5 separate regions of the Mus musculus genome follow, and regions 1, 2, 3 and 4 are each linked to region 5. A link is a contact called in public Hi-C, HiCAR-type, Micro-C and promoter capture Hi-C data. All regions are on one chromosome and are shown on one strand. Each heading gives the region's core, a stretch centred on a gene start, on an enhancer-like site or on the middle of the called end of the contact. The rest is flanking DNA. Distances are from core to core; before and after follow the strand shown. Region 1 holds the start of Slc22a23 (solute carrier family 22, member 23). Region 2 holds the start of Ripk1 (receptor (TNFRSF)-interacting serine-threonine kinase 1). Region 3 overlaps Cdyl (chromodomain protein, Y chromosome-like). Region 4 has its middle 24 kb from the start of Gm30127. Region 5 holds the start of Eci2 (enoyl-Coenzyme A delta isomerase 2).

Region 1 (4,442 bases), core at 1,686-4,185, 650 kb after region 5:
TGTTATCACTTCCGGGAACACTGCTGAGCAAGGGAACTACTAGGTGCTTACATTCTGGAGGTGGAAGGTAAAGCCAGTATGTAAGTAAGTAAGTCAAACAACGGCTAACAGCAAAGGCCATCCAAAAAATACGGGGTGGGGTTGTTGCTAGTTGAAAACAACCAACTTCTGTATACTAGCTGGGGGGGGGGGGGGCGGGGGGAGGCTTTAAACACTCACCTTGGAGGCCGCCATCCACTCTGGAATATCAATTTTGCTTTACTTCATTGTTCTAGGGCTCATCCTGAGGTCACCTGTGGTGCGTTTTAATAAATAGAGGGCCAGTTTATTCTAAATTAGTTACATTTTAATCGTCTTGACTAGATTTGGGAGAAATGTTGATCCAAGAGGGACTTAAGGAAGCCCCTAATCTAATCAGTAACTTAATTACAGCGCCTGGGTTGAGGCTGCTGCTGCTGCTGCTGGTGAATTCCAAACATTTGGTGTTGGTTTCATTCGGCTTTAGCTTTAGAGAGCACCATTTTTCAGCATGTCTCCAAAATCTCAGAATGTACCATTTGGGGATTGTTGCTAGACTTTGGAATAAGAATAAAGAGCTTTAAAATGAAGGTCCTTCTAGGCCAGGGCTGTACCCACCTTAAAAGCATACAAATAGCCTTTCCTTAAGAAGGCAAACAGACTTCATTTTATAGCCCCTACTTTTTGTAGGGTTCTAAGCTTTGTTTTATTGTAAATATGTAACGTATACAGGATGCTTTGGTATTTATGTATGTAGCAAAGTGATTACTCGTCAAATAGTATCTGTCACTCCTTTTAAACAAACACTGTTGTAAACTCTTCTGTGGTTGGTAATCTGTTCCTACATGTTGAAATGAAAGAACCCTCGAGGTTAGATGACTAGGGATCTAAAACCAGTGGTTTGTCAAGCATCTAACGCTCACTTCATCTCAGCCCTGGAGGAAAGAATTGAATGACTGTGGATCTGAAAGCAACCCCCTCCAAAGTTCCCCATGATTCTTCTCCCAATTAGATGAGCCATTGCTAAGATCAATGGCTGTGTTTTGCAGTGACTTACAAAGTTTCAGCTAGGTTCCTAGTGAGCAGCTGAGCAAAGGAGTCAGACCCAGACACGGAGCAGGCTTCCTTTGAAAGAACCAACACGGAAGGGGAATGAGAGAAAGCCTGGCTTGTTACATTTCAGTCAGATAAGAAAATGTAGGTTGTGTGCAGAGGGTGGAGTCAGTAATAAATATCTAACATTCATTCATTGAATGCTGACTCTGTTCTGTTGGGGTGTGGGGTGAGCGCGTCCCAAGGATTAGCTCTTCAAGTGATGAGGGGAAGAAAAGTTAAACTAACCAATAAAGTGAAATTAGGAGAAGAAGGTGGAGGAAGAGGGTAGAGGGGGAAGGGGAGGGGGAGGAAGAGAAGGAGGAAGAGAAGATCACATGTATTGGCAGGTTGCACTGTCACTCCTGATTTTGAAAATAATACTTTATTAGATTATAATCATTATACTGCATGATGGGTTTCATAATGACATTCTCACTCAAGTATGTCATTAAATGTGCTTAAATTTCCAGACTGGGTTTCCCAGACCTTTAGTGTCTTCTGCAGCCTGTGTCTCTTCCGTCTATTGTTATCTAATCTCCCCTTCCCAGCCACTCAGGAAAATTCACAGTTGGGTTCCCCAAAGTCCAGCTCTCTGGCAGTCTTCAGAAATAGTTCTCTCCACGTGTCAGAATTTCAGCAGTAAGTACATGTTGACTGGAACATTGAGCTGCATGCTTAAAAAAAAAAAGTCTCCCACTAAATTATACAACATGCAGCTGAGAAAATAACGGAGATGCTTAAAGAACGCATTCCATACATGTACTCGCAGGATATGCTTTTGGGAAAAGAACGCGAGCTTCCTTCCCCTGTGCTAAATAAGACTAGAGATAGATTGCTCCATTTAAGATTTCCATTAATTCCATTAATAAACTTCTCAGAATATGAAATGTCTCGAGAATGTAGTGAGGCTAAGATGAAAGCCGCATAATTCTCACTGGTGTCAGGCCTGGCACGCAGGAGAAGATATGCTAATGCGGCCGTTTGCCGCAGGGCTGGTGTTATTTATATAGTGCTAGCTGGGCAAGGCTGGCTCTGGAGTCTGGAGTGCCAAGAGCATTTGGATCTCCTGTGAGGTGTAGATGTGTGCGCGCCTGTGCGCAGAGCATAGGAATTGTGATTCCGAGACCTTGGGGAGGGGGTGGGGCAGGCCGCCCTCATTCACGTTTGTATCGAGTGTGTGGCTTCTGTTGAAGGTCTAGCCTTCTAGAGTTGTGTTTATTTGACATTCATTCTGGAGCACAGAAAGAAATGGCGATTTGGGGCGGGTGCTGCAGTAGGTCGTGTGTGACCCAGCGTTGTAAGGGGCTGTCATCCTAAAATTGGCAAACATGCCTCCTTGCCCCAGCTCCGTGACCATAAAAAGCTGCCTTATTTGAGTCTGGAAGAAGAACAGAAGGTTGTTCTGGAAGACAGGCAACCCTTGGGCTCAAGACCAGGAGTGGGGTGCCAGCCGCCAGGCACCTCGGAAACGAACAGAGGTCACGGAGAGCCGGTGTGCCCGGGGCGAGGTCCCTTGCGGCTGTGGGACTTGAGACTGGCAGACGACACTGTCCTCTCACTCCCAGCCAGTGCAGACTCCTTGGTGACCCCCGTCCCCCGCGCCCAGAGACCACCAGGGATCTTGCAGCGGCCCGGGTGTCCCTCTCCCCGCCCCTGCGTCTGTCCGGGCGGTGGCGACACGGCCCGGCTGGAGGGGGCGCTCGTGCGCAGGAGCGGCGCAGCAGGTGCCGCGGTTACCTCCACCTCGGCGGGGGGAGAGGGGGCGGGCCGGGGCGGGAGGCGGAGGCCGGCTCGGTGAGCCGAGAGCGCGGCCGGCTCCGCAGGCTGGCTGCGAGCTTGCGGCTTCCGGGAGCGCCCGAAGTCCGTGGAGGATCTCCCAACCCGCGGCCGCCGGCGGCCCCAGCACAACGCGCACCGGTGCCCGCAGGGCCCCGAGTCGCGACAAGGGCGCGGGTCCGGCTCCTCCTCCTCCCCGGCCGGCGCGCATCAGCGGAGAGCCTCGTAGCTAGGCGGGCGCCCGGGCCGCGGCGCGGATGAGCCGCGGCGGCTGAGGACTCGAACGGTTTCTGCCCGGCGCCCAGGGCACGGGGGTGCGCGGGTGACATGGGGGTGGCCTGACTCGCCGGGCCCGGAGCACTCTCTCCGGCCGCGGGCCCTCCTCCTCGGCGGCGGCGCTGTGCCCGGGCGCCCGCCGAGCTCCGCCGCGCTCTATGCGCCTCTGCGGGAGCCGCGGGCCCTGGCCATGGCGATAGACCGGCGGCGTGAGGCGGCGGGTAGTGGTGCCGGGCGGCAGCCGGCCCCGGCGGAGGAGAACGGCTCCCTGCCGCCCGGGGACGCGGCGGCCTCGGCGCCCCTCGGAGGGCGCGCGGGCTCCGGCAGCAGCGCGGAGATCCAGCCACTGCCTGCGCTGCACCCCAGCGGCGGCCCGCACTCGAGCTGCTGCGCGGCGACAGCCGCCCCGAGCCTCCTGTTGCTGGACTACGATGGCTCCGTGCTGCCCTTCCTCGGGGGCCTGGGCGGCGGCTACCAGAAGACCCTGGTGGTGCTCACCTGGATCCCGGCACTGTTCATTGGCTTCAGCCAGTTCTCGGACTCCTTCCTTCTGGACCAGCCCGATTTCTGGTGCCGCGGGGCCGGCAAAGGCACCGAGCTGGCGGGTGCCACTGTCACCGGCCGATGGGGTGACATGGGCAATTGGACCAGCCCCTCGGCCACCCCCTTCTCCACTGCCTCCTGGGGGACCACGAGCAACCGAAGCAACAGCAGCGACACACCACCCCTCCCATCCCCTCCAGGCAAGGGGAACAACGACTCAAATTGCGACTGCCACGCGTGGGACTACGGCATCCGCACTGGTCTCATCCAAAACGTGGTCAGCAAGGTAAGGGCCACGACCGCCGCGTCCCCGCGTTCTTCTTGTGAACCTTTTTCTTCTGACCTCGGTCGCCTCTGCTCTGTGCTCCATCTCTCATTCTCTGCAGACTTAGGTCCAAACCTACCCAGTTGAGGAACCCAAAATGTTAGCCTGTGTACGCACAACCCCGCATTGACTGGGCTCCCGGCTGTCCCTCAAAGGAGATGCTCTTACTTGGATGTGAAGCCAAGGCTTTTTTGCCGCCCTCTGCGGTGCCCGTGACGCTGCATCCGCTTCAAAGAGACCGACTTAGCCTTTTCTAATATCCACACAAACTCCTGTCCCAGTGCACATATGGAAAGGGCTCCCCTCCCCCGAAAGGTTCAAATCCTCTCCTCTATCTAGCTAAGGTGTCAGACTCACTGATGGCTCAGCAGGGGCCCTGGAAGACTCAATCCCTCTTCTAGGGCTTCTC
Region 2 (4,500 bases), core at 603-3,102, 990 kb after region 5:
GCATAGTGTGCCATGGTATTCCAGGCATAGTGACACATGCCTTCCATCCGGACACCAGGAAGACAGAGGCAGGTAGATCTCTGGGAATTCAAGGCCAGCCTGGCCTTCTACATAGCTAGCTTCAGGATAGCAAAGGCTACACAAAGAGACCCAGTCTCAAAAACAATAAACAAACAAACAAACAAACATATAAAATCATATGGACTTACCCAGATTAATTGAATATTCTACATTTTAAAAACATGGGGATGTACAGATTAAATTTAAAAAAAACTTAGTATTATATCCATGTTTTTATAGTAAGACACATCTGCCAGAATGATATCCTACCGATGTGTGGGAAACTATATATTTGCTTCAAATTCCAGATCCTACTGGAGATATTAAGGAGACATTAACTAAGGTGTAATAGTACTGTGCCCAGTTTGTAAGTTGTTACCTTGGGCACATATCTTATTACAATCTTGAAAGCTTAACATTATGTGTAAGGCTCAAAGTAGCAAAGAATGAGAAAAATGGAAATTAAAGTTAAGAATTGTTACTACTGTTTTTGTCAGTCATACAAACAAAACATCCCAAATTTCATTTTCAATAAGACTAGTATATTTCTACATACAATACAGCTGTGATAGTTCACCTTTCTCACAAGCCTTAGTAGTATCTTTCCAGGGGCTACAGAATTACACAATTAAGTCATTGCATCCCAAAGTTCACTCTACCATCGAGTCTTCATGTGTTAAGAAAGAATACTTTCCTAAAGGTCTTTTGTGGAATTTCTTGATTAAAACAGCTTCAACTCTTTGCACAAAGTAAAAGAGCAAGAAAATCAAATGATCTGCAAGACACAAAGAATGAGTCACCCTGGGCTGCACCATCCATCCTCAGTGGGCTCTGTCCAACGCTTAGGTGAGGAGGATGTGGCTTATCTTTTTCACAACTCAGAAAAGGTCTGCAGCAACCCATAAATGCAAATGCTACTGAGGACCAGAGAAGCCTTGGATGTTTGACACTGGTCTCTCGTTGAGGTCGTAGATCACTCCTGATTTGCCAGCTCACCTCAAAAATAACGATGAAAGCTACCGACTGCTCTGCCACCTGCTGCCCCAAGACAACAGGAATAGACCCTTTTAAAGAGCTGGTAGGTCCAGGGTTGATAGGTTACATTTAGGTAGTCTTGTTGGGGTCCTAAAGCTTCAAGAAGCTGTCATTCCTACCAAAATAATCGTTCCATAGTCACTCTGTAACCATGGCTACGGCGCACCTTCAGTCTCGACTTGAGCTAAAACGACCTCAAGAAGAGTCCAACCTCCCGCTAGATGACAGCAAGTTCCGCGCTTTTCGATTTCCGGGAACGTTTGAAGTCCCGCCCGCCACCCGGCTTCCGGAAACAACGAGCCCCGCCCTCCGGTCCACGCGCAGAAATCGCGCGGCCTCCGCCCCTTCCGGGAAACCAGCTTCTGAGGAAACTAGCGGCGGCGCCCCTGGCCTCGACCCCCGCGCTGACTTACCTCAGAGGCCTTCCCGCGGCCAAGTACCCCGGCCTAGGTGAGGAAGGACGGGCGGTGGACGTCAGGAGCGGCGCCTCGCCGTGGCTGCCCGGCCGGGACGGCCCTGGGCCCTGACGAGGACCGGTCGGAGTTCGGTGCTGAAGTGGCGCCCAGCCACTCGCAGGTCCCCCACAGCCTGCCGCCTCCCGCCGCGTCCAGCTCGCACCTCCGCGGGTCCGCACCGCCGCTGGACTCCCGGGAGGTGAGCGGCACCGACACCCGCGCTCCCGAGGCCGTTCCGGGGGCCGCTGGTCCTCCTCTAAGGACTACTGGGGTGGTGCTAGGCTGCGGCCGCCCCTGTCTCCGCCTCTGCTCACGCCCCGGGGCTGTGTGCACGGGCGAGCGCCAGCCTCCCAGCTGGGCATTGAGCTCTACTGAGCATGCCAGGTTCGCAGCACGACCATCCCGGAGGCCCGCGGGCGGAAGGAATGGCACTTTTGCCTTGCTTTCTGAGCGAGTTCTGAGAGAGCCCTTAAAAAAAATAATACGGCGGTCATAGCTGCTATATGTCAGGGCGGAGACCGCTTGGCCCGCTAGATAGCGCTGTGTGCGACAGTGGCCTTTGCAAGCTTTGTGGGTTCAGAGGTGACACGGTGACAGAACCACTGGTAAATTATCGTTCGTCCACCACAGCAGCCTGTCGAGGAAGAAACGTGATTAATTTGTAGCCCTCGAAAATAGTAGTTGAAACCCCAAGCAGAAACTGTGTTGCTGCAGGTGTCATTAAGAAGAAAGTTGCACGATAGTCCAGTGATCCCTTATTGTCAAAAGATAAATATGACAAGACAGAGAGAGGGCCACAAAAGACACGATAAAGGAGTCTTATTAAACCATACACACGACCACTTTAAGAAAATTCACAGCCATTTTACCAGATACCTCACCATACAAATAAGCATTAAAAAGATGCTCAATGTCAAAGGACATTAGGGGAACTCAACTTTGATGTAGAGTACACATAAAATGCCCCCAAATCCCAAACATTCACCGATGTTAACAAAAACGTACACTAACTGAAAATCACATACATTCCTGCAAAGAATGCAAAACCTTTATGGTTACTGTATGATTTATCAGTTTCACATACAGGTATGTACCCAAATGAACATACATCTAGTGTATAAACACATGTACTTAAGTTGGGTTTTTTGTTTGTTTGTTTGTTTGGAGTTCTTTCCGGGTGGGATTGGGTGTGTGTGTGTGTGTGTGTGTGTGTGTATAAAACTCCACATATGGGAGGCCAGGAGCCCACCTCCAGTTAGCTCCTTCTTACAATGCATCTTTTTCTTTTCCATACAAGGTATTACTTTTACCTTTTGCTTGTGGAATGGACTAAGCTGTCTGGCCAAGGCAAGAGGCACCAGGGGTGTCTCCATGGCCAGTTTTGTTTGTTTGTTTCTGTATGAGTGCTGGGGATTGAACTCAGATCCATATGTTGCCATGGAAAGCACTTTGCTGAAGGAACCATGAGCTATCTTCTTCAGGTTCCTGTACATTGTTTTTCCTTAAGTTTTTTGTTTGTTTTATTTACGAGTGTGTATATAATAGAGTGCAGATTCTCCTAGAGGCCACAGAAAGGTATCAGGTCCCCTGAAGTTAGAGTTTACAGGTGAACTGTCTGGTGTGAGTCTGGGAACCAAACTTGGGGTCCTCTGCAAGAGCAGTATGTGCTTTTAACAGCTGACTCACACTTCCAGCTCCTGTATCTGAAAAATTTAAAGGTTTATTTGATATGTCTGAGTGCTTTGATTGCACGTTTGTGCACCACTTGCATGCCTGGCGTCCATGGAGGTCAGAAGAGGGCATGGGATCTCTTGGAATTGGAGTTATGGATAGTTGTGAGTCACCATATGAGTGCCAAGACCCAGGTCCTCTGCAAGAACAACTACTGAGCCATCTCTCCCATTACTGTATTTAACTTTTGCAGCAGCTTTTCATAATTGCCAAAACTTGAAAGCAAATAAGTTACATTTCAATAGCTCTAGTAAATCTACCACAATGGACTACTACCTAGCACTAAAATCAATTATAGAATTAAAAAAAAAAAGAATTTGGTGTGTTCTTGTGTTTTCTAAGAAAAAAAAAATCAATCTTAAAAAACTAAGTTACAGTGTATGACTTCAAAGATGACGTCCTCAGTGAGAAAAAGTTATGAAAGGCCAGTGGTTGCCACGAGATTGCAGAGAAGTGGGGTATATAAGCAAAGCATAGGGGACTTTTTTTTTTTCCAACCTGAAACTGTTGGATCTGACTATAGTCCCATAGATACCTGTCATGGCATGTCCCGACTGGGTGCTCTAGAGAGGCAGAACTAAAAAGATAGAAAGGAAGATAGAAAGATAGTAGATTTTGGGGGGAGGAACTGGACTGGGAAATTTATAGAGACTGAAAACTTTTGTATGGATCTGTAAACTGAAGACCTGTGTTGCTGGCCATTCTTAAACTTGATACCTCAGGATAGGGAAGCTAATAATGTCCCTTTCCAGTATATTGCTAGTTTTTATTGCTGTTAACATCTTACTAGGCTTAACGTAAATTACAAGTTAACGAGAGAGAGGGAGAGGGAGAGAGAACATTTTGCCATACTTGTCTTTCTCTTATGCTCCACGCACCTTAATTTTTTTAAGTCACTGCCTAAATCACATCTTGAAAGGACAAGGATATTCTATAGTAGCATTTTTATAACTGCTACAGTGAATGTGAAATTTTTGTTTTAAAGTCTGCCATGTGAGTATATTCTTCTGTACAAATACTAGAAAGGACCCAGAACTATTGTTCAGAGATGAGTAATGCCTACCTAATATCTGGGTTAGCATCTTTTTTTTCCCCTCCCTGTGCAAGTTGAGACTTAATGGCACCTTGAATGCCAAATAATTTTGTATTGCATTTGGATATTTTGGTAATCATAATATGCAAGGCTGTATGCTAGTCAGTATCTATGAGGAGTGTTGTT
Region 3 (3,904 bases), core at 1,375-3,874, 790 kb before region 5:
ATCCAGAGGGAAGAACAGTCAAGTGGAGCAAATGAGGACCATATCGGTTTAAATTTCCAACTCCTCTTAGGAAGGTGAAACTCTGAAAGCACACACAGATCATTAACCCCACAGTGGGTCTGGAGAATTCATTTCTACTTTTGTAGTCACAGGTGGCATTTGTGGCCAGCACAGAAATCTTAAGCTTTACCAATAATGGTGATTTACAAGTTCCAGATTTAGGAAGTAAAAGTGATCAAAATAAATAACATTTTGATGGCTCAGCCCTTAACTGTGTGGTGCTCTTGCCCAAGACCTGTTCAGTTTCCAGCAGCTATGTCACGTGGCTCACAACCACCTGTTATCTGTTAATTCTGAAGTTCTGAAATTAACCACCTATTAATTCTGAAGTCAATTCTTGATGTTCACATTGCTGATTTTATGAGATTACTAAGAATACTAAAGCAATAAATACTAAAACACTGATAGTATAATAAAAGACAACAGTCTGTGGGGCGGGCTCTCTGGCCTCTCTGACAGAAAGACTGCAGTCTAATATAAACCCAATGGTTCTGGACCCCTCAAAACCAAAGTGAACTTAATTAAGTGTTAAATTTCTCAATAACTAAACTTAAAAAAAAAAAAAAGGCCACTTTCATGGTCACTGAAGTGAGCCTTGTCTATTCATGTGTTTTAGACATTGATTTCTGTTGGGTGATTTTCCACGACTCCACTCTAATTCTAGAGTTTATTTTTAAAAGGAGAGGTAAAAAGAAGTTGATTTATTTCTTAAATAAGGAAACAATAAAGGTGGTGGTGTAGTTTGAATGGAAGTGTCTAGCACAGGCTTTTATCTTAGAACCTTCAGTCCCTAGTTGACAACACTGCTTGGGGGAGGATATGGAAACATGCTGGAAGAAGTATGCCGTGCGGACAGGCTTTGATACATATACATATGTGTATGTGTGTATGTATGTATGTTTGTATGTATGGGAAGGATTAGGAGGTATGGCCTTAACGGAGGAAGTGTGTCACTGGGAATGGACTTTGAAGTTTCAAAAGACTCACACCATTCCTAGTGTGCTCTGGGCTTCTTGCTCGTAGATCAAGATGTGAGCTCCCTGCTGTTTGTCACCATGTCATTATGGGTTCTAATACTTTAAACCATAAGCCCAATTACATGCTTTCTTCTACAAGCTGCCTTGGTCAGTGTTTTATCTCAGCAACAGAAAAGTAATCAATACAGATTCTCCATCTGGAACCATACGCCAAAATAAACCTCCTTCCTAAATTGCTTTTGGTCATGGTTTTATCACAGCGATAGAAAAGTAATGAATACAGGTGGCAAACAAGATGTTGCAACAACTGAAATTTGGGTTATGGCTCAACGAAAAGTAAGTCAGACCATGGTATGTCTGTGATTTTGCAATGGGCAGTGTAAACCCATTTTACTCACAAAGGAATATGCATTACATTTTCTAAACCACACATTTTAATACCACATGGAAAACGGGGGCACTTTAAAGAATTCCCATACAGTGATGGCAATCACTGCCCTCTGGTTTACATTTCACATCTCTGACCTGTTGCTCGGACCATGAGAGTTTGGCAGCCACTGGGGTGAACAGGTGAGAGAGAGATTAATAGTGCTGAGGCGAGATGGGATTCTACCTCACATCATTAAGATCAATATAATTTAGTGCGCAACTAGAATACACAAAAAAAAGCTGACCCCGCGGCTACTGACATCCAAGACTGTGTGTGCCAAGAGTGGAGTAAGATTCGGGAGCATTCTGACACTCTAGATTTCACTCTGGGTGTGAGGCAAAGCCTTGTTACTATAGCATTCAGTCCGGTGTGGGCATGGTACTGTATCTCACCACCTACTTACTATGTTCTTACGGTTGCAGGATCTGAAACGCCTGCGGACATCATTTTGAACCACTTCCCAATGCACTCACTCACCCAGCACACTGATCCTGTCTCCCCTCACACAACTTCCTGTGTCCGTGTCTATCATGTCTCTTCTTATGAGGAACTGAAACTGGTAGAGACCCATTTCCCACTGAACAAGTGGCTGGTGTTACATACTGTTAAACTGCTTTAAAACATCAATACTAGAATTAATAAACTCTTACTGTAAGCACTCCTTGTGATGCTTACTTCCCTGTGTATATATAAGCAAAGCATGTCAGTGGGCGGGACATCTGGACTCTCCAATTGACAGCTGGGATTCACGGTGTTCTGGTTCCCTTGAACACAGACAGGACTGTCAGTCAAGCAGTACCTTCTATTTAAATGATCTCAAACACACCTTGGGGGAACTGCAGGAAGACTGCAGCTGCTTGCTCTAACTTCTCAAAGTGCAGCTCCAGCCGCAACTATTTCCAGGAGTTTCTTGTACCAGCTCTGCTGACTCTTGAACTCCTTCTCCCCAAGGCAAAGGGCGAGCATTCTCCTGCTCCTTCTTACTCTGAAGAGGTGAAGTAGAGCTGAGCGACAGTCATCTACAGAGGAACACCTTGCTACTGAAAACTGAAAGAGGCCGGGCTGGGACTAGAAGTGACATTTTAAAGAGAGGGAACTAGGGGTCACTTGCCAGATGGCAGAGGTAGAGATGTGGAAACCCTGTAGCCTTGACAGTGATGGGAGGTGGAGCCACTCTGACAGGCATGGGTGACAGTGGTAATGAGGACAGTCACAGACAGGACCTAAAGGGTTGATATTTAAAACTACACCACTAGAGGGTGCCACCTGCTGTTCCTGCCTGTCAAAAGTTAGGCATACAAAGGCTGCAGGAGGCAGCTGAAGTTTCTCCTGGATCAAGGGAGTGTCCAGTGTGGTGAGTGCAGGGTCATTTTATTTACAGAAGACACCAGAAAAGGTGTACTAGGATCCCGAAGAACTTGATGATGCAGAAAGAAGAAAATCTACTGGGGGAACTCATGGCATAGCCTGGTTTAGTTGGCACAGCCAGCACAAACACTAAAGTGCTGAGGTTAGAACAAGACACCCAGTCACCTCTTGGTAGAACTTTATTTTTTAAGACACTTTAACATCTTTTTTGGCCCTACAAGAGTAAATGAGATATATGGATCTTTTCAGTAATCACTTTCCAGGCACACAAAAATGCTACAAAGATCCACTACAGCTGCTGAGAACACGCATGTCTAGCTCCCTACCGAAGGAGCACTTATCCCCTCATGGGAAACCCAGATCTCTCCATGGTTAGCTGCTTTTCAAGATGATCCTGTTTATCTGTGTGTCCTGAGGATCAACCACCATAAACAACACAGAAAGGAGAGAAGTGTGCAATCAGTGTATAATCTGCATCACCATTCTAGGACGGCAGGTACAGTCCACATGCACATATGCACACATGCATGCATGTATGCACACATATATGAAACCGACGTCATGATCCACGGTCCAAGGGAACCAAGGGAATGCTCACTGCACTACTACCCTCACTCTGCCTGCATTAGGAGAAAAACCATTACCTAGGATCCTATTTATCATTCTGCATGAGCTCCTTCAAGCTTCTCACAGGAATGGCAGCTGGCACATCTGCCAGAGCAATCTCTAGTCCTAGCTTTGGCTAACAGGGGTCGCCTAAAACCATCATAAAGCACAGATATTTACATGATGACTCCTAAGAGTAGCAAAAGTACAGTTAAAAAGTAGCAAGGAAATGATTTTATGGTGGGGAGGGGATCACCATGACCTGAGGAACTGTATTAAGAGGTAGCAGCACTAGGAAGGCTGAGAACCACTGCTGTAGTAAGTGCAAGTCAGTGACTTCCCAGTCTTCCCAGGGCTGGAGAGATGGCCCAGCGACTACAGTACTTGCTGCTCTTGCAGAAGACTGGGGATTGGTTCCGTTCCAAGCACCCACATGGTGACTCAGAACCATCTACAACTCCAG
Region 4 (3,954 bases), core at 1,129-3,628, 950 kb before region 5:
CTGGCTAGTTCTGTGTCAACTTGACACAGGCTGGAGTTATCACTGAGAAAGGAGCTTCAGTTGGGGAAATGCCTCCATGAGATCCAGCTATAGGGCATTTTCTCAATTAGTGATCAAGGTGGGGAGGTTCCCTCGTGGGTGGGACCATCTCGGGGCTGGTAGTCTTTGTTCTATAAGAGAGCAGGCTGAGCAAGCCAGGGGAGGCAAGCCAGTAAAGAACATCCCTCCATGGCCTCTGCATCAGCTCCTGCTTCCTGACCTGCTTGAGTTCCAGTCCTGACTTCCTTGGTGATGAACAGCAATGTGAAATGTGTAAGCTGAATAAACCCTTTCCTGCCCAACTTGCTTCTTGGTCATGATGTTTGTGCAGAAATAGAAACCCTGACTAAGACAGTATCTGTAACTTCATAGCAGACCAAGACATCAGGAAAAGAGCCGCTACCTGTGGTCACGTAGGCTAATGAAGTCCATAGAGGCCTGGAGGGCTTAGCCAATAAGCTTTCCTTCCCAGACACTCCTCCCTGCAAAAGGTATTAACCTCAGGCCGACCCTGAGAAGTGGGATATGGTTTTACCATAGACTTTCCACCATGGTAATAAATGATTTGGAACCACAGGCTGTCTCTTTTCATCGGGATCGGCTGTGGGGAGCCATGGAGAAGGCCTTTGCCTACAGAGCCGCCATCTAATCTCCAGTAGATGGCCTCTCTGTGCTCCCTGCCACTACACACCACCAAGCCGCCATTCAAGCCAATGGCGGATTCACCAATTCACCTTGGGACCAGAGTTCACACTTAACCCCTGCCCCCTGCTCCAGGCTAGATCCAGCCTGAGGAAGGAGGGAGGCACTCCATTCTCAGCTCTTCCTCAGTGGCCAGCAGCATCCTGGTGTCTAAGAGCCTGGGGACCCCCAAGCCAGCTCCAGCTGTCTCGAGCCTCAGACTGTACTTTCCCACCGGGAGGCCCGTTGCCTCTCCCTACAGGGTGGGCCAAGTGCAGTCAAACTCCCCAAGTTCTGCTTCCTCAAGCAGCCATGCCCTGTGCGGGAGCAGGCAAGGGCCAACAACCCTACACTTGGTCATCTGGTTTTATCATATCAATAGAGAAATAACAGATACAGTAGGTACGCAGATAAGATTTAAAAAAAAAAAAGCCAATCAGAGAAGAGCTATCAAACCTGGTAGAGAAGGGGGAAGAACTCTGAGCCTGCCAAGTTTCTAAGTTTCATGATGAGGTCTCCTGGTCTCTGTTGCTGCAGTGGTAGAGAAACGGGGAAGTTCCTGTCTATTGCCAGTGGCTACTGAGAACTTTAAACCCTGCCCGCTGCTTCCCTCCTTCCCTGCTCAGCCAACGGGTTCCAGTTCCAGTTTCAGCTTCAGTGGCGGCTCTCTTAGCTCTGCTGCCACCTGGTTCTACCTCCTAAAGGTTCTACTGCCTCCCTATTGCCACAACAGAGCCTCAAGCTCTTCCCACATGAGCCTGTGCAGGACATTCCAGATGCACAGTGACAGCCGTCTTCCGCATTTTCAGAGCGTAACCAGCAGACGTTTAATCAACTGTCCACTTTGTGTTTTAGAACAATGAAGAGGAAGGTGAGCGGTAGAATAGAATTAGAAGTAAGTCTCAGAGACCTGCAAAAAAGTTTTCTACTTACAATATGAGGAAAAGAACCCACTCGGTGATATTAGCAATTTGGAAAGTTGCAGTTGGCCGCTCAGACAGCAGTGCCTCAGATGGTGCGCAAAGCAAATGAGTTTTTAAATCGTTGCAACAGAGTTGCTTCCTTTCTATTCTATGCCCTTGTCGTCTTCCCAGGCGTCTCCAAAAAAAAAAAAAAAAGGAAGAAGACTCGTGTGCAGATAACCAGCAATTGACCTCTTAATTATTGGATTATCGTTAAGCTTCCTGAGTGCTGCAGTGGATGATGGGATTTAGACCCACAGCCCTAGGTAATTCGGAGTTGGTGTCACAGAACACCAGTGAAGCCCCAGCCGAGGTCATTTGTGTTTTCCAGACGGGGGAAAGACCCCGCCCTCCTGCTTGCTCTGATTGACTTCCTTCAGCAGATCAGCCAGCCTCCACACCTGAGACATTCCTGTATCCCCGTGAAAACCCAAGACACAGGGAGGAGGAGAGGTTTGGGGGTGGGGCTCTCTCCCGCTACTCTGAGCATCAGGGAGGGCATGCTGCCTGCTGCAGGGCACTAATCAACTTCTGGAAATACAATTTGACACCTGCAGCGCATCTCCTGGGCAGTAGTGGCCTTGAGCATCAATCATGCTGCCTTGACCTCCAGGTCAAAGCCAACAGGTGAAGAGTCCAGCGTTTACAAGCCACAGAGAGACTGAGCGTAGGAATCCAACACAGCCTGTGCTGGCCAATGTTCATTCCCATTAACACCGCTTCACTAGAAACAGAACGTGAACTTGCATCTTTGTAGAGTGCAGGGTTCAGGGTGCAGCGGGGAAGATTGTGGAAGGGGAGGGGGGCAGGGACCAAGCTCATCCTCTTCCTTGCAAAGGAAGCACTTTACAGAGCCATCTTCCCAGTCCCATTTACAATGTTGCTGTTGGTTTGTTTCTTTCTTAAAATTGTTTTTATTTGCTGCGTTATCGTGGTATAGGTCACAGGACAACTTTTGGGAGTTGGCTCTCTCTTGTCATGGGTTCTGGGGATGACATTGGGTCATTAAGCGCGTACAATGAGTCCTGTTTATCTGCCATGCCATCTTGGCCAGCTCTGTTTTGACTCTTTAGATGAGGCTTCTCTGAGTAACCTGGCTGGTCTGAGACTCACTATGTACACAGGGCTGACCTTTTCAATTGTCCCTCTGCCTCCCAAGTTCAGGGACTTGTGTGTGCTATTCCTCCCAGCTTATGGATTTATATCATTGGGTGTCACCCAATTCTGCTTTTCTGCGTTTGTATTCCAAAATGGTTTGTAACCACCCTGGCCCCTGGAAGCAGCTGTCTCCTCCTCCCCCCTCCCCCTCCCCTCCTCCTCCCCCTCCCCCTCCTCCTTGTCTTCCAGTCTGCTCTCAAATGACACAGTATCATAATCTCAGATAGTAAATATGAGTAAGCGCCCCCAGTTAAGTGCTTCGAGTTCTGTGTCACAGGAAGATAAAACCTCAGCCAGATTCACCTGAAAGCCACCATGCCAGCACCATTCAAAGGTGGTACGACAGACAGGTGATATCTTGACAATGATGAGAGCACAGCTATGCAATGCATTTTCTGGGCAGCTTCCTCCTGACTTTGGAAGATTGGTTGTTGAATTCAGTCTCGGGATAATGCTTTTTGAATCAAATGAAATGAAAATATTTGTCATATTGGTCACTTTTAAAGATTGGAATAGATTTTTAGAAAGGCATGCTTACTTTCATTGTGACAATTTTCATATTTAAGAGGAATAACAATGTCAATTATTGTTCAAGGCTGGTGGATGGTTCTGTGGTTTACAGATAAATGAGCACAGAGCTCAAAGCTTTCACCCAGATGCTAATTTCCAGGGACCAGAAGAAATGAGGCTGCTGGTTTGTAAAAAATCTGCTGCCTGGCCTGGCATGGACTCTCCAGTAACTTGTTGTTTCCTCACTGTGACTCTGTACATAGTCAGAACATTTCTTTGCTTGAGACAGGCTCACTCTCTATGTATGCTGGATGGCCTGGAACATACTATGTAGACCAGGTTGGTCTCAAACTCACAAACATCCACCTGGCTCTGCCTCCTGAGTTTTGGGACCAAAGGCATAAGATACAGCACTAGCCATGACCTGTTTTTATTTTAATCTTAAATTCTTACTTACTTACTTACTTTTAAATTATATTTTATGTGTATGAATGCTGCACCACATGAGCACCTGGGGCCTGTAGAGATCAGATCCCCAGGGTCGAGAGTTACAGACAGCTGTGAGCTACCATGTGGGTGCTGGAAATCAAACCAGCTCATCTGG
Region 5 (4,434 bases), core at 688-3,187:
CTGGGAGAGGAAGTTTTCCAAACATGAACTCCAGGTGACAGTTCAAACCATAACAGTCAAGTTTACAATGTAGAGAGATTTTTCAGAGAGCAGGAAGAAAATGGACTGCGGGGGTAGGAAACAGAGCAAATCCAGGCAGTACTAACTGAGTAAGAACAAACCCAGTCAGTACTAGTCGAGTAAGAGTAATATAGAAACAGTGAGGCCCAAAGAAAGACTAGACAGAAACAGGTATGAGGGCTTGTAAATCAAAACAGAAAACAAACAAAAAAAAAAACAGCTACTAAAAGATCACAGATCACAGATACATACAGAGAAACCAGTAGTGAGACAGAGGACATTCAGGCTTCTTTAAGATTTCTAGACTTCACTGTTGATTGCTATTGATAGAATTTTTATATGCCATAATGATAACATGAGCTGATGGTTTTAATAGTATAAATAAAAACAAGCACTCTGGTTGGCATCTCCATCCATCATAGGTTCCATGGCACCGTCTCAAGAAACATCTCCCAGAATACTGAGCAGACCCTGTGAAGTAGAACCCCCAAGATTCAGTTTCACTGGGAACATTTCCTGGCTCTTGTGACCACCAGGCCTGGGTGTCTGTATCAAATCCCTTCTTAGACAGCACTGCTCACGTGCAGTCAAGCCTCTAAGGTAGGACCTAATTGACCCACACACCTCCTTCTCCAAGGTCTTTATAAGAACCAGGAGTGGAGATTCGAACTCTGGTGAGATCTTGAGGAGGATTCTGCCATTCTCACTCTAGTACAGAAACAAAACTCTCAGAGACATGCCCGGGCATCTTGACTGCACTGTAAAGTAGATCAAAAGCATACCCAATGGCTCTTTTTAAAAAAATGTATTTGTTGTAACTTTTTTGTTTTACTTTGTCTATTTATTTAACTGTCGTTATGTAATTGGTTTTGCATACTGGTATTATGCATACCATCTGTGTGTCTGAGGGCTGTTTAGGTCATAAAATGTGTCTGTCCCCTTGGAACTGGAGTTATGAATGGTTATGACCCACCCTGTAGATTCAGAGAAACCAAACCCGGGCTTTCTGCAAGAGCCACGACTGTTCTCAAATAGCCTAGTCAATTCTCTAGCTCTACCAATTAGCTCTTCCGTGGCTCTCTATTACTCTTAGCACAGAACATATATATATTCATATCAAGAATTTTATCTACGTGCAAAGAGGATCATTTGAGTCGGCAGGGAGGTCTAGGACTCACTATGAAGGTACTTTACAATGCTAGTTCCAGGTCTCACACACTACAAGAGCTTCTTAACGTGGGCGCAGTGATCCTCAAGCTCAACTAATACTCTGCTCAGTGTGGTTCCCTTTCCTTGCGAACTGCCCCACCCCCACCCCAATCTTCAGCCAGACGTGGTGTTTACTGGAGGTGGCCTCTGCTAAGCATGAGAATCACCTTAGGGGCAAACGCCTACATTAATGAAGCTTATACCGTTTCATGTTCAGCTTAAACTTAATTGTGCAAGATAAGCATATCCAGGAGCACTCTTGTCCATATAATCTTTTAAACATAATGTTCCATGACCTTAGACTGAACGTGCTCAGGAGCGTGCTCCTAACTAAACATTCTGGGAGCTGTCCGGTTTGTAAATAAATATGCTTAGGCTCTCTGATTAATATTCCGAAGAACACAGTGAACCGCCTCCGTACCCTGTCCCTCTTTGCCAGATCTTGTGCCAATCACCTTTGTACGGAGTTGGACCTGGGCCAGGCATTCTAGGCTCCTCCTCGAAACCCGCCCATTCTCAACTCTGAAGGAGTCGCTAGTCGCACCCCTGCCCAGGGCTCACATCCAAGATTATCTCCGCCAGTCTTTTTGTCCCCGGGTCCTTTCACAGGCCGAGCTCACATCCTGGCCCCGCCCCTGAACCCTGGCCCCACCCACGCCCGGAGCGCACCTCTGGCTCCGCCCCTTCCCGGTCTTGCCCTGCAGTTTCTGCTGGGCCTAAGCCTCCGGGCTCAGTTTGACCACAGTATCTAGCTATGGCGGCAGTGACCTGGAGTCGGGCTCGATGCTGGTGTCCGAGGTAAGCTTGCAGCCTCGACTCTCCGGCCCAAAGTCGCCAGCGGGAATTTTCGCCCGCCCACGGAGCCGCCCGCTTTGTCATCTGGCCTGGCTAGCGAGACAGCAGGATATTACTTTGACGATTTCCCAGCGAGAGAGCTCTAAAGAGTGACCTCGAAGGTTCTTCCTCTGCTGAGTCCCAAAGGGTAAGGATGGACGCGCTCCGGTCGCCTCCGTCGGTGCTTGGGTCCCCGGGGCACCCAGGCCTCCAGGCCCAGCCCGGGACTTCCTAGGGCACGCACGCAGTGCCTTGGCTAAGATGACACTTTGTCCAATATTGCTAGTTAGCTCTGAGCGCTGCTGAACCAGTGTGGGGTTTCAAGCAGTAAGCTCACTTTGTTCAGAGAAGTGGCTGGAGAGAGTGCTCCATAAGTAATAACCCAAAGAACTATGGAGCAAAGTGAACCGCTGTGTGACTTTCTCAAAAGGCAAAACTTACCCTCCATTTGAATGAGCGTGCAATAAGCGTCAGTGGGAAGTTGCTTACTTAGGGAAACTGTTGGGGTTTTTGTTGTTGTTGTTGTTTTTGTTTGTTTGTTTGTTTGTTTTTCGAGACAGGGTTTCTCTGTATAGCCTTGGATATCCTGGAGCTCACTTTGTAGACCAGGCTGGCCTTGAACTCAGAAATCCGCCTGCCTCTGTTGTAGATGCATGCTGTTCTGATCAACATGAGTTGGAGCCAATCAGTAATCCTGTTGCTGCAGAAATAAAAGGGCAAGGAACAAACAGAAACCACTATTTGTAGTGTCCTGCAGGTCTTCAGATTACAAGTGGCTAAACTGCACTTGGGCAGACCAACAATGAGAGCCAGTCAGCAGGACTTTGAAAATGCATTGAACCAGGTGAAACTCTTGAAGAAGGACCCGGGAAACGAAGTGAAGCTAAGACTCTATGCACTGTACAAGCAGGTAATAGACTGAGCTCTGTTGTAACTTAAACGCATTTTGAGCAAATGATTCCTGAATTTGATACGTTTCTGATACGTTTCTAACACTGTTTCTAACATTCCGGTTGCATGGCTGGCTCCCCTTTGGGGTGTATGTATGCAGGCTTTATTTTGTTTTGTTTTTCATATTAGGCCTTTATATGCTATTAAAGCACAGAGTAGCCTCCTCTGCTTCTCTCCAGAATAAAGAGATTTGGAAGATACACCATTTATATTCACATGTTTGGAGCCTGCTTGAGCCCTTCCTAATGAGAATAATTCACTGGGGCAGTTGGATAAACTTGAATACGGACCGAGTTTTACCATCATTTACCAGTGTCCTGGTTATCGTTAACAGTGCCATGATTAATTATATAATAAAATGTTGGTGTTTCGGGGAAATAGATAGTATTTAAGGATGAAATAGTATGGGTTTAGGGGGATGTTTGAAATTAATTAAAATAAAAAAGACAAAATCAGAGAAGACATAAGGTAAAATTTAATAACTGTTCAACTGATTAATTGGATACTGTAACTCATATTTGTGAATGTTGGAAAATTTTTCTAACTTTTGAGGAACTAAAGGTTATAATGGAAAAGACTTCATCAGATGTCTGCCAGTCTGGACTCCATTGTTATCATTTATTGTTCTTATCATTTCTACTAAGCGATGCGTGTGAGTGTCTCTTTATCTCGGGTGTCCTGGTTGGTTTGCTTTGTTTTGTTAACTTGGCATAAGGTAGAAACATTTGAGAAGAGGGACTCTTCCATTAAGAAAGTGCCTCAATAAGACTGTTGTGTCTGCAAGTCTGTTGAACACTTTATTAACAGTTGATGAGGAATGTGTAAGAGAGTGGGCTGAGTAAGCCCATAAGCACACCCCCACCACACCCCCTGCCACCCCCAGCTTCTGCCTCAGTTCCTGTCTCCAAGGTTCCTGTCTTCATTATCTGCCCTGACTTTTATGACTGACAGAGTGCAGCCTGAGTGCTATCAGCTAAAATAAACCCCGTCCTCCCTAAGTTGCTTCTGGTCATGGTAATTTATCCCAGCAATACACACCCTAAGAAAATGGATGCAAACATTCGAGAATTTTACTTGTCCAAAAAGACTTTGCCCTCAGCTACTACTAGGTATTCTCTAGCCCCATGAACTGTCTTTCATGCCTGATACAAGTATCTTTCTTGGCCTGGAGAGTCTAGCAGAGTTTAGGGTACAGTGTGGTCTTGGGATAGGCAGGTTCACCTGTGGGTTAGGGCTCTGGCAGAGACCAGACACAGAAGTTGCTGAGAGTTTCTTCATTTGGCAGTACTCCATGTATTGTCATATGTCCCTTAGTCTCGGGTATTTCCCCTTCTTGACTCTTGGGGAGAGGACAGTAGTAGTGTCACACTGGCTTCTCCT

The links. Promoter capture Hi-C pulls out the DNA fragments that hold promoters and counts their contacts. A called contact is a pair of places that touch in the nucleus more often than the background predicts. HiCAR-type assays count read pairs that join an accessible place to other places.
Region 1: a contact with region 5 is called in a Micro-C map of embryonic stem cells, with 6 times the contacts expected there. The contact joins the promoter of Slc22a23 here to the promoter of Eci2 in region 5. A contact is called at or near these places in 2 of 484 Hi-C or Micro-C datasets (cardiomyocytes and embryonic stem cells) and 1 of 115 datasets of contacts at active chromatin or transcription factors (kidney).
Region 2: a promoter capture Hi-C map of pre-B cells shows a contact between it and region 5, with 4 times the contacts expected there. The contact joins the promoter of Ripk1 here to the promoter of Eci2 in region 5. A contact is called at or near these places in 3 of 39 promoter capture datasets (the C10 cell line, cranial neural crest and pre-B cells), 1 of 115 datasets of contacts at active chromatin or transcription factors (astrocytes) and 1 of 9 other capture datasets (liver).
Region 3: a HiCAR-type map of astrocytes shows a contact between it and region 5, with 5 times the contacts expected there. The contact joins the enhancer-like site here to the promoter of Eci2 in region 5. A contact is called at or near these places in 7 of 115 datasets of contacts at active chromatin or transcription factors (astrocytes, cardiomyocytes, craniofacial prominence and 4 more).
Region 4: a Hi-C map of rod photoreceptor shows a contact between it and region 5, with 6 times the contacts expected there. The contact joins the enhancer-like site here to the promoter of Eci2 in region 5. A contact is called at or near these places in 2 of 484 Hi-C or Micro-C datasets (cranial neural crest and rod photoreceptor) and 7 of 115 datasets of contacts at active chromatin or transcription factors (astrocytes, embryonic forebrain, embryonic hindbrain and 4 more).

Annotation. Positions count from the first base shown.
Region 1 is chr13:34,343,711-34,348,152 of GRCm38.p6, reverse strand. Slc22a23 (solute carrier family 22, member 23) reads left to right here and starts at 2,935. Exons shown (of 10, transcript NM_001382849.1): 1 at 2,935-3,994. The coding sequence starts at 3,356.
Region 2 is chr13:33,999,715-34,004,214 of GRCm38.p6, reverse strand. It overlaps Ripk1 (receptor (TNFRSF)-interacting serine-threonine kinase 1), which reads right to left and starts at 1,852. Exons shown (of 11, transcript NM_001359997.1): 1 at 1,509-1,852. It also overlaps a transcript of Serpinb6a not described here.
Region 3 is chr13:35,781,906-35,785,809 of GRCm38.p6, reverse strand. The region is part of intron 3 of Cdyl (chromodomain protein, Y chromosome-like); the gene reads right to left. Among named protein-coding and RNA genes, the nearest start is that of Rpp40, 120 kb to the left of the region's middle. Within about 2 kb of position 2,624, at least 78 of the 459 cell types and tissues checked have an H3K27ac peak or open chromatin away from gene starts, as enhancers often do.
Region 4 is chr13:35,938,440-35,942,393 of GRCm38.p6, reverse strand. No RefSeq gene overlaps it. Among named protein-coding and RNA genes, the nearest start is that of Gm30127, 24 kb to the left of the region's middle. Within about 2 kb of position 2,378, at least 16 of the 459 cell types and tissues checked have an H3K27ac peak or open chromatin away from gene starts, as enhancers often do. A contact at or near this core is called in rod photoreceptor, where this site is marked.
Region 5 is chr13:34,991,647-34,996,080 of GRCm38.p6, reverse strand. Eci2 (enoyl-Coenzyme A delta isomerase 2) reads left to right here and starts at 1,937. Exons shown (of 10, transcript NM_001110331.1): 1 at 1,937-2,067; 2 at 2,851-3,013. The coding sequence starts at 2,024.